Regions from separate parts of the Anser cygnoides genome. Here region 2 is linked to region 1. Evidence: chromatin contacts called from public Hi-C data. All regions are on one chromosome and are shown on one strand. Each heading gives the region's core, a stretch centred on a gene start, on an enhancer-like site or on the middle of the called end of the contact. The rest is flanking DNA. Distances are from core to core; before and after follow the strand shown. Region 1 holds the start of SPRY1 (sprouty RTK signaling antagonist 1). Region 2 overlaps LOC125184567 (a long non-coding RNA gene).

Region 1 (5,078 bases), core at 722-3,221:
AGGAGCAACGAGATGAGCGCTAGGTGATCGAGCACTCCCAAAGAACCCATCCAACAACCGCGGAAACGTCTGTCTCGCCTCTCCAGCCCGCAGGTGGCACGGAGCTGTTCGCAACGCGAGCGACGCAGGCACCGTGGGCGCACGGAGAAGGACACAGCAGGACTTATCCTAGCAGGGAGTCATGCGTCTGTATCGCTCTGACCGCTGTAACAGCTTAGTACCAGCTCCTACCTATCAGGACGCAAAAGTCTCTGTGCTGATCCACCAGCCGAAGGATTCATTTTACGTTTAATGTCACCTGTGAGGGCCTCAGGGTCACAGGCTTAGGAAGAAAGCAAGAGAGAGAAGCAGAAGGAAACCGCACTCACTTCTGATTCACCCGGCACAACACGCGGCGTCCCTCCCGAGCGCTGAACGCAAACCCACAGCGCGCCAAGGCCGAACGAAGGCGCAGGAGGAGAGATTTACAGCCGCACCGGCCAGGAGCCGGGCTCCCGGGGGAAGGCAAAATAACATCCCACGGAAACGCGACGGACAGCCAGTGCCATCTTCGGGGCAAAGCGCGGCACCAGCGCCGCGCGCAGACCGCCGAGCCCGGCCGCGGGGCAGGCAGAGGGCGGCAGGGGCCGAGGGAAGCGGCGAGGAGGGCACCCCCGGCCCTCGCCGCCCCCCGGCACACGGGGCCGCATGAGGCAGGACGGGGCGAGGGACCCGGCGGCTCCGCACCGCTCCGGGGCTGGCCGAGCCCCGGCCCCGAGCTGCTGCGGCGGGCGGCGCCCCCTGCGAGCCTGGCGGGGCGCGCAGCTGACGGGGAGGAAGGAAGAGGAGGGGAAAAAAAAAAAAAAAAGGAGAAAAAAAAAGTTATGAATGAAAACAAGGGCTTCCCCCCCGCCTTCTGCGGGGGGAGGGCGCAGCCCGAGGTCGCTGCTCCCTGCGGAGGGCGGACTTCCCGGCGTTTAAAGCGCCAGCGCACGGCGGCACGGCCGCTGCCGGGGCGGGGAATCCCCGCAGACGGCTGCGGGCAGCCGGCACGGCTCTGCACGGCTCGGCACGGCTCGGCACGGCTCCTTCCCCCCCCCCAGCCCCCGCGGGGTCTGTCCGGAGCCCCACGGCCGCCGGGCACCACCGGCCGCTAAGGGCCGCCCGGGCTCTGTCAGGGCGCCGCCGCGGACCTCGCCCCCCGCCCCGCTCCGCGCCGCCCGGCACCTGCTCGCCCCGCCGCTTACAGGCGCAAAAAGCACGCCCCGAAACCAATTACCTCCTTAATGACGCCGGGAGGCGCTAATTGCGGCGGGCCGGGCTCCCAGCCCACCCCGCCGCCCCTCGGGGGTCGCCTGCCCCTCGCTCCCCCGCGGCTGCTTCCAGGGGCAGCGCTCTGCCCGGCCGCCCGAGGCGAAAAACGCACCAACAGCGATAATAAAAAGTAGCGATAGCGATAGTAAAAGCGGTAATAGCGCCGATAAAACAGCTCGCGCCTCGCCGAGGCGGCTCCGCGGCTCGCTCCCGGCACCGGCGAGGGCTGAGCGCGGCCCCGCAGCGCGGGGGGCAGCCGGGGAGCGGGGCTGCGGGGCCGGCTGCGGCCGGAGCCGTGCGGCGGGCGGCTGCCATGTGCTCGGCGCTGCCGTCGGCGGCCGGGTGACAGGCTGCGAGCCCGGCCGCCGCCTCGCCGCCAGGCGATCGGCGCCGGCCAACGCGGAGCGCCCGCGGCTGCAGCGCAGCGGCTCCGGGGCTCGCCCCGCCGCCCCCTTCCCTCTCCCTCCCTCTCCGCCCGTCCGTCCCCGCACCTGACCCGGCCCCGCAGGCGCGCAGCTTACCGGAGGGCGAGGTGAGAGCCTGCCTGCCGGGGCACATTGGCGGCCCCGGCGCGGAGTCCAGCCCGGGCAGTGCAGGCAGCCTGGCGCCGTCCCGCCGCCGCGCCGGAGTGAGCGCGGCCGCGCTCCGCCGCCTTTCAGCGCGCAGCCCCCGCCCGCCGCCCGGCCGCGCCCCCGTGATGCCGATGTGTCACCGCGCGGCGCCCCCGAAATCCCGGACTGGACTCCGCCCGCGCACGGCTCCAGCCCGCGGGGGCCGCGCCGCCCGCCCGCCCGCCTCCCGCCCCGCGTCCCTCCCGGCACGGGGCGGCCCCGCGCCTCCCTCCCGCACGGCTCGGCCCGGCCCGGCTCGGCACGGCCCGGCCCGGCTCGGCCGCGGGTGGCCGCCCCCGGCCCGGCCAGCAGGGGGAGCGGGAGCCCCGAGGGGCCCGGCCCGCACGGAGGGGGCAGGGGTGCCAGGGGCAGGGGTGTCGGGGGTGCAGGGCTGGGGCCCTGCCGGTAAGAGGGAAGCCGCTGCTCGGTGTCGAAGCTCGGCGTTGACCCGCCTGCCTTGCAGGTTCCCGTCACATGTTGATCAGTGGAGGAATCGCAGCGCTGTCCTCACAGCCCTCATTTCTGTGTATGTGCTACCTATCGCGTGGCCACAGGTCATTTAGAGGCAACTTGAAGAACGCGGGAAAAATGATATTAAAAGAAATCAGCATTTTGGGAGTTATTTCTAAGAATATGCGACGCACTGGGACATGCGAGGCTTTTTAGGACTTGGCTAACCATCCCTAAAGTCCCATGTTTATCCAAAATATTCTAACTGGCTTTTTGCAATCTCTTACAGGAAACTGAAGATCTCCCACCTTTTGTCCCAAATTAAACACACACACACACTACAAATAACTCAAAACTGCTTAAAAGGAACCTCCATCCAAGACCAAATAATCCTTACAAACAAGAAAATACCCGTGCAAAGGTATTCTACTGTGACATCCTCTGTCCACCCAGATCACACTCACTGTCCCAGTGCAATTATTTTTCATTAATCTTCACCAGCCTTGGAAAGAAAATAGCCAAACTACATTTTCCATTTCCATCACTATACAAAAAAAAAAAATTTCAACAATGTATTTCTCCATGAAATAAATACAGATGAACTATCAATTCTGATATATCATTCTGTTGTATCATCTGATACAGACGAACTATCAATCATACAGATGAACTTCCCATCACAGAGGCTTCAAGTGACAAACATGGCCATAAAATATGCCAGTTCATCATTAATTTTGCAAGGGGGATTAGAAAATGTGATTTCTCACCAAAAGCACTCTCAGACACACCACAAGCAGAAAGCAAAAAAGTAACTTCTGGAATTTCTGAAACCCACCTGAACCCTTTGGAACCTACCACTCTTCCAACTAACAGTAATTCCTACTGAAGAACAAAAATAACCAGCAAAAATTAACAGAAGTTACTACGGGAGTGTAGCGCTTCGCTGTGCAAATCTATCATCTCCCACTATATTTTAGCTTTATTTCACACACAAAAAAACAGCCCTCTGTTTTAAGTAAAGATGAAAAAACAGCATTATGTAGGTGTGCTACACGTACTAATTCTTGCAGCGGTGTCGACAGGAGGAGCATCGGCGGCAGCAGTAGGTAAACTGCAGATAAACTGCAGATAACCGTGCTGCTGGGGTCAGCGGGGCTCTGCTGCACGGCCAGGCACACTCGCATCTAGCAACCGACTGTCTTCTCACACAAGTCAGTGTGTTTCTTTCCTAGGAAACTGCTGTGAAAACATTGCTTAACACCTTTTAATGCACATCTCCAAAGCGGGTACTACCTTAAAAAACTATGCCAAGCGTAACAGCTTGATTTTAGAAATACAATACTAGGCTTAAATGGGTCAGTAAAATAATCAAGAATCCTGGCAGCGGTTTACTATCACTTGGCACCAGGACGAGCACTTCACTGAAACGAGGCAAAACCCTACAGCTAAATCAGAAGGCTCTCCACAGATTCAAGCAAACATGCCTGCATCTCACGCAAGTCATCTCATTAGATTTTTCTTGGAAATGATAGCAGTAAGAAGCTTTTGTTAGAAAAAGGAGAGCTAAAATTCTGGAGAAAAAGTTGGCAGCTTGGAAGAGGACTGACACACCTTATGACTACATCCTGGCACAACCTTAATTTGAGCACTGACAGACAGACGGGAATCCAAACTGTCCTCCGAGGAAGCCTCTCTGTTCTACTGACAATAAAAGAAGTCAAGAGAGACCAGCCCTCTGTGCCCAGCGCTAATCCTCATGACAAACCTCCCAGAATTAGGTCCAGGAGACTGAATGACTGCTGATAGTCGTGATTCAGTCCCCGTTTCCGCTTTCACTTTGAGGATCATGTACAGGAGATAATCTCCATGTTCTGCAGTCGTATACTGCTTCTCCCTTGTGCAAGCTTCAGGGTGCCAGAAGACATGTTGCACAGAATAAAAGCAAAGCCCATGGTTGTTCCGTTGGTTTTTTTTTTTTTCCTTTTTTCCTAATCCACACCCAGAAGCAGCTTTCCTAAGTCACTTGATTGAGCTTTATAGGTAATGAACTACACCTCTGTGAAGATGGATTGAATAAATCATGGTCCTCCCACTATCAGTACTTAGTGACAGTGCTGCTGTGTTGCATCCCACCTGGGAATACCTTTGTATTTTCCCCTAAGCAGCATCTCCTGGCTCCTGCTAGGGCACAGCTCCCAGCTGAGAACGGGGACACGTACCCGGTCCCAGACGTTGGCACCTCATTCCGCCTCCCGAGCGGTGCGAGGTGGCTTGGTTTGTGAAAAGCAAAATCTATCCTGTCTATCATCACACGCTATCATTTCAGACCAAACAGGTGACAAGGCCTATACTTGAAGGCTTCGATATTACTGTTCCCGTCACTCATCTTCCTTGGTGATAACTATCTTGAGCCAATATGGCTTTGAGTAAACTCAGCACAGAAAGCGTCTACCTTTGCGCAAGGTACTTGTCAGTTAATAACCAGCCTTCACAGCTGTAACAACAATGCTGAAGTTATACGGGAATTTAAAAGCGATTTAGAAAACAACAATGCACGTTAGCATTTATAGCCGGATACAGTTATAAACAAAACCGCTGTGCCGGCCGTCTTACCCCTAGCACGCGTAGGCCGCGTTCCCCCATGCTGTGCAGCCAGAAGCCTGCCGGGGCAGGCGCTGTGAGGAACAGCGGGGCTCTGCAGCTCCCAATGCCTTCGTGTGGCAG
Region 2 (5,078 bases), core at 646-3,145, 340 kb before region 1:
CTTATTCCTTTCCTTCTCATCTGAATTTGCTGTATGAACCAAGTCGGCAAACACCCAAATGCTCTTAGACAAAGTCTTTCATGTAGGTAACAGTGGACTTTTTTTTTAGGAGGGCAGTCTGCCAAAGGGTGTCCAATATAAGCTTTTGTCGACAGCAGTTTTTCTACATAGAGCTGAGTTGACAGCTTTCCTTCTGGGATAATCACAATCTTCATTCTTCTGGGACAAAATTGCTTCTGACAGTATAAAACCCAGGACATCTTTGATGTAAGATCTGACTCAAACACATGAATGGTGAGACTACAGAGTCATCCCATTCAAGAGAAAAGGTTAGTGGTGGAAGTGGGATCAGAGGTGCCAGCTGAATTAATCAGACTGGTAAAGTGTAAGGAAGTATCAGTCCATAAAGCTGCCTAGTAAATCCGAGTGCACAGCGTTTGAAGGAAAGTGTCTTTGGACACTAAGCTGGGTGTCAGACCAGGAATGGGCCCTCTGTGTGCGTAGCCCTGTCCTGTTGGTATATGCATGCTGCGCTGCATTAAATATTTTGAATGAGCATTTCTCAAAAAGCCCATCTGAACCTCTTGTGCTTGTTGACACTGTGATACCCAGTGGTGTGTTGCTCTCCCTCTTTGTCCTCCTTTGGGGGTGAGGCCCCCAGGAGCTGCCGTCTGGGGTGCACCTGCAAGGTTTGGCTCTGCTCCCTCACCCTGCCCCGCGGCTGGTCTGCAGAGGGGGGTCCAACAACAGCTTCAGTTTGTCGAGATAACTCTTAATTTCACCAGGGTGGGACCAGAGGATCAAGAGGAGGATCATCCAGCAAATGTTTTGCAGGGGTCATAGTAGTAAAGTTGTAAGAAAAACATAGTAGTGCTTGCTACTATGTTTTTCTTACAACTTTTTTTCCTCCTCCTTATGAGAAAAACCACTGGGTGGCTCTGTCGGGGAGGAAGTGTGGGTGATATTTCTGTGTCTGTGACCATCACCCAGAAACTGATCTTGTGACTGAGGGAAGGCTGTGCTCCTGAAAAGCACGTCCTGCAGGAGGGAGGCCTTTTGGAGGGCTCCCTCCTCAACTCCATCCATGGGCTGGTGGCTATGTGCCACTGCTTGAGCTGCTGCGCCACAGAGTGATGACCCGGGTCCTGTGTGAGTCACTGGAGCTAAAGTTCACGTGGCTACAGTGTTTTACATGACCTGAGGTTTCAATCTGGGCATCCCGCACTGTCCGAGCTGCAGTGTCCACCACCACCATGCTGTTCTCACACCAGTCTGCTTCTGTGTTAATCTGTCCTTCCTCTTACTGCTGCCTCTTTCTGTTACTGCAGCGTGGCAAGGTGACCAAATCCTGCCTGTGCGCTGCGTGGCGTTGCACCGTGGCAGTGCCTTGCAACCCCTGCCGTGACTCCATGGAGGACGTGTTCCCGCACGCCTGGCAGTCCCAGCACCGGTGTGAAGTTAACGCAGGAACCTGGGAGGGTTTAGCTGGTGGCACAGGGCACCGCTCTCACCCTCCACGTGGATGTGAGGGCTGTGCAGCTCTCCCGTCCCGGGGGGGGCTGCAGGTTTGTTTCGGCAATGCTCGGCGGGCCGCGCGATAACCGAAGGCACGGCAGCTAACCGAGACACAGCGTGCCGTCGCGCCCAGCAGCACCCCCGCCTTAGCAGCGCGGCGAGCCTGCGTTTGAGCATCGCTTGCTGTAAAAGGCTCCGAGCATCTAAACCAGAAGCACAAAAGGCGAAGGGCTCTCTCGGCCCCCCGAGCCTTGCAGCGAAGAGCCGGCCGCAGCTCGCCAGGGGGCGGTGGAGGCCGCGAGTCCCGGGCTGGCCCTGCAGGCCGGCAGCGGCAGGGGGCCCTCGCGGCACGGCACGGCCCGGCATGGCCGGAGGCTCCCACCGCAGCCCTGCCCTCCTCCGCGTCCCCGCTCGGCGGCGCCCGGCCGCGGTGCTCGTCCTGCTCCGGGAGCAGCTGCAGATTTGGGGGGGCGCCCGCGTAGCTAAGTTAAGGGCCGCCGGGTCTCTCCGGCCACCTTGCAGAAGGAATGGAATAGCCAGCAGCTATAAGCTCCTCGGTGTATTTCAGGTTGTTTTCCGTCTTGTTTTTTTTTTTTATGCCAACTTTTCTTCGTACTCTGTGTTTAACCACATGTGCCTTAGCATCCCTGCAAATCTGCCCTAGAAAAGTAACGGAGACTGAGGAGAAGCCAGCCAGGGGAAAGCCTGCAGAAATCACTCATAGTGACAGGGCGTGCACAGGCTTCCCTATACCCATCAATATTTCTCCAGCAGGTCTTGAAGTCCTGATTTCTCAAAGAAACGTCTGCTCCTCAAGTTTCCTCAGTGCCTTTCTCTCTTATTTGCGCTGCTTCTTCGTACGTGCTCCCTGTTCTCTGCTCTCAGCAAGCACAAAGCAGCCCCTGTTCCTTGGTTCAGCACAGCATCTAAGCATGCAAGTAATTTCATCTCTATTCAGCAAAACACTTAGCCACATGCTTACCTTTAATTATGTACTTAAACCAAGGACTTGTGAACTTGCGTAATGCTCTTATTCTGGGCTCGCATTGGACAGCATAGAACTTAACAAGATGCTTAAAGTTAAATAAGTACTCAATGATTTCCTGGATCAGGACCTAAAGAGAAGATTGCTCCACCTGATATTTAAAATTAGATTGTTTAATTTCAAAGTCAGGACATTTCCCCGAAGTCACATCAATTTGCCATAAATAGTTCTGGGAGGCAGTGCCCTTGGGGTCTAATCCAGGCCCCTTTGATCAGACTCCCGTTGACGTCAGTGGATTTACATCGGGCCCTGGGTCCCCGCAGAGCAGAGGGAAGGAAGGAAGCAAGGAAGGAAGGAGGCAGCTGAGATCACACCCTGTTGCTTGACCCCCAGAGTGATGCTGATGAGAGCCCGCAAGGAAGGCTTGCGAGCCTCACCCCCCCCTTGGCTGGGAGAAGACTGCAGGAGAGCAGCAGGGTGGGAGCAGCGCTGAGCCCTACAGAAGCCAGGGTGCCTGAAAATACACACCTACTTCCTCTCTTTAAGCCCCATGCCCCAAATAAAAGATCTTAAAAGATCTCTATTTTGGTACGTGCAGACAAAACGTGCTGTGTGCTGCTTTGCTGTGCACTGCATTTGCTCCTGGAATTAGATGGTACTAACTTATTGCATGCAGGCTTTAAAACAAGACAGAGAGTTTTGTGTGGGAAGTCCAGGGAGCTGACCACTGCCCATATAAAGTGAGTGTCTGTAGCTGTCATCCTCTGGCACAAACACGGCTTTTGAAGAGCCATTAGTTCTGTTTTCTTCAAAGAGGTGGAATGGATAAATCAACAAATAAACTGAATTAAAACATATACATAAATTTGTACAGATTTGTGTGCCTCTACATGGTAATATATCCAACTACTTCAGGGGAAAAAAAAGTAAAAAATTGAGTTTATGTTTTGGTTTTAAGTGTCTGACTAGGATACTGGAACCATCTTAAAACACACTAAGTACAGCTCAGTGAGGAATTCACACATAATTGTGTGCTCAAATGCTAGCTTTTTTCTTCATGCAAGACATCTATCATCAGAAAGGGGAAACCATCTCATTTAATTTGCATTCCAGGTTACTAAGGAATTCTTTAGTTTGTTGCAGTAAGCCTGTGCAGTGTTTTGCTTAGCTACAGCAGCCAGAGGCAGTTTGTATAATTCCCGTTTCCTGGTTATATGACATACATAAGTGAAGGGGCAGAACTCAGATAGCTCAATTTACGACTGGATGCAGGGTTTGAAGAGCTATTCCCAAAATCAGAACCGCAAAGGAAGAGCATCTCTGAAGATCAGCTTGTTCTCACCTCCTGTCCTGGTATTCTTGTGAAGGACCCCTTCATTTATACCTCCAGTTTGTCGTATAAGGAGGTTGAATAATAGTAACTGGTTTTTATTAACAGGAATATGTTTGCAGTGTGTTTTAAGTTGTGGTCAGTGCCTAGCACAATCCAGTTCTTCATCTTGCAGTTTTGAGACACTGGAGAAGAGCAGAAGCTCTTCTCTGGGGACCAGTCCCTAGGAAGTGTAGGAAACAAATGTCCTGGACTCACTCTTCTGACAGATCCAGTATACTTTCCGCCCTTTTTGGCAGCATCTGCCACACAATGCCTTTTTCCTTACAGTTTTCCTTTCAGTCCATTCCTTAGTTTTTCTTTCTTTTCATAGGAGACATTTTCCTTCCCTTCCACTGTCTGCAGGGTTTTTACTCTTTACTCTTTCTTGCTTCTGATCCTTCCTCTACCCTTTATTGTATTCCCTCCCTTTCCTTGGGTCTTTCTGACCACCTTTAGCATCACCTCCCTCACCTCTTCGGCTGTGCCTTGCTTTGCATAGAAGAAATATCTTGCTGCCTCCTTCCACAGCCCACAAAAGCTATTTCCAACTCCCCCTTGACCCGGCCCCCACCCCACAGCAGATGTCAGGTAGCTGAATATTGCCCATCCCCTAGGCCGGGTGCAGGTGGCAGTCGCAGAGCAGATCCTCCCCTTGCTTGCCCTAGCTGTAACCAGCAGGAAGGAAGCAGCTGCTTGCTCTGCAGCTTCTCCTGGCTGCCTGCATGGCTGCCTTTCCCTCTTTGCTCCTGCCAAGATAAGCACCAGCTCCACTGCTGACTGCGATACCAGCAGCGGAGAGCTGAGCCTCTCCAGGTCTCTGGCTGCTTTGTCTCCTCATCTCCCTGCTAGAGACTTAGCATATAGAAGGCAGAGGCCTCTTGCAGTGCAAGTAAAATTAGTTGGCCCCTTAAAAGCTTACGTCTGTTTTGCAGTTGGAAATACTTGATTTTGCGTGTTCATAATTCTTCTTTCCTCTGCCCCAAGTACTTCAGTTAGCGGAGCATCAGTTGTCAGATGCTTGTAGAAAACATGTGCTAGGGCAGGGATTACACACACAACCTGAAATCCACTACAAGTCAGATGGATGTTGCTTGGAGGTGTCATACCCCAGTTTTTCATCGCAAGTGTCAGACATAGAATCATGTCTGTCCTTTTGCAAACTGACGCTGTGTCTGGCAGCGCCGCGGTGAAGCATTAAGAGATAGG

The links. A called contact is a pair of places that touch in the nucleus more often than the background predicts.
Region 2: a Hi-C map of granulosa cells shows a contact between it and region 1, with 3 times the contacts expected there. The contact joins the enhancer-like site here to the promoter of SPRY1 in region 1. A contact is called at or near these places in 4 of 7 Hi-C or Micro-C datasets (granulosa cells and liver).

The regions. Positions count from the first base shown.
Region 1 is chr4:34,776,073-34,781,150 of Taihu_goose_T2T_genome, reverse strand. It overlaps SPRY1 (sprouty RTK signaling antagonist 1), which reads right to left and starts at 1,971. Exons shown (of 2, transcript XM_066995968.1): 1 at 1,815-1,971.
Region 2 is chr4:35,115,313-35,120,390 of Taihu_goose_T2T_genome, reverse strand. All of the region lies in intron 2 of LOC125184567 (a long non-coding RNA gene), which reads left to right. All of the region lies in intron 1 of LOC125184565 (a long non-coding RNA gene), which reads left to right. Among named protein-coding and RNA genes, the nearest start is that of ANKRD50, 180 kb to the left of the region's middle. Within about 2 kb of position 1,895, at least 2 of the 3 cell types and tissues checked have open chromatin away from gene starts, as enhancers often do.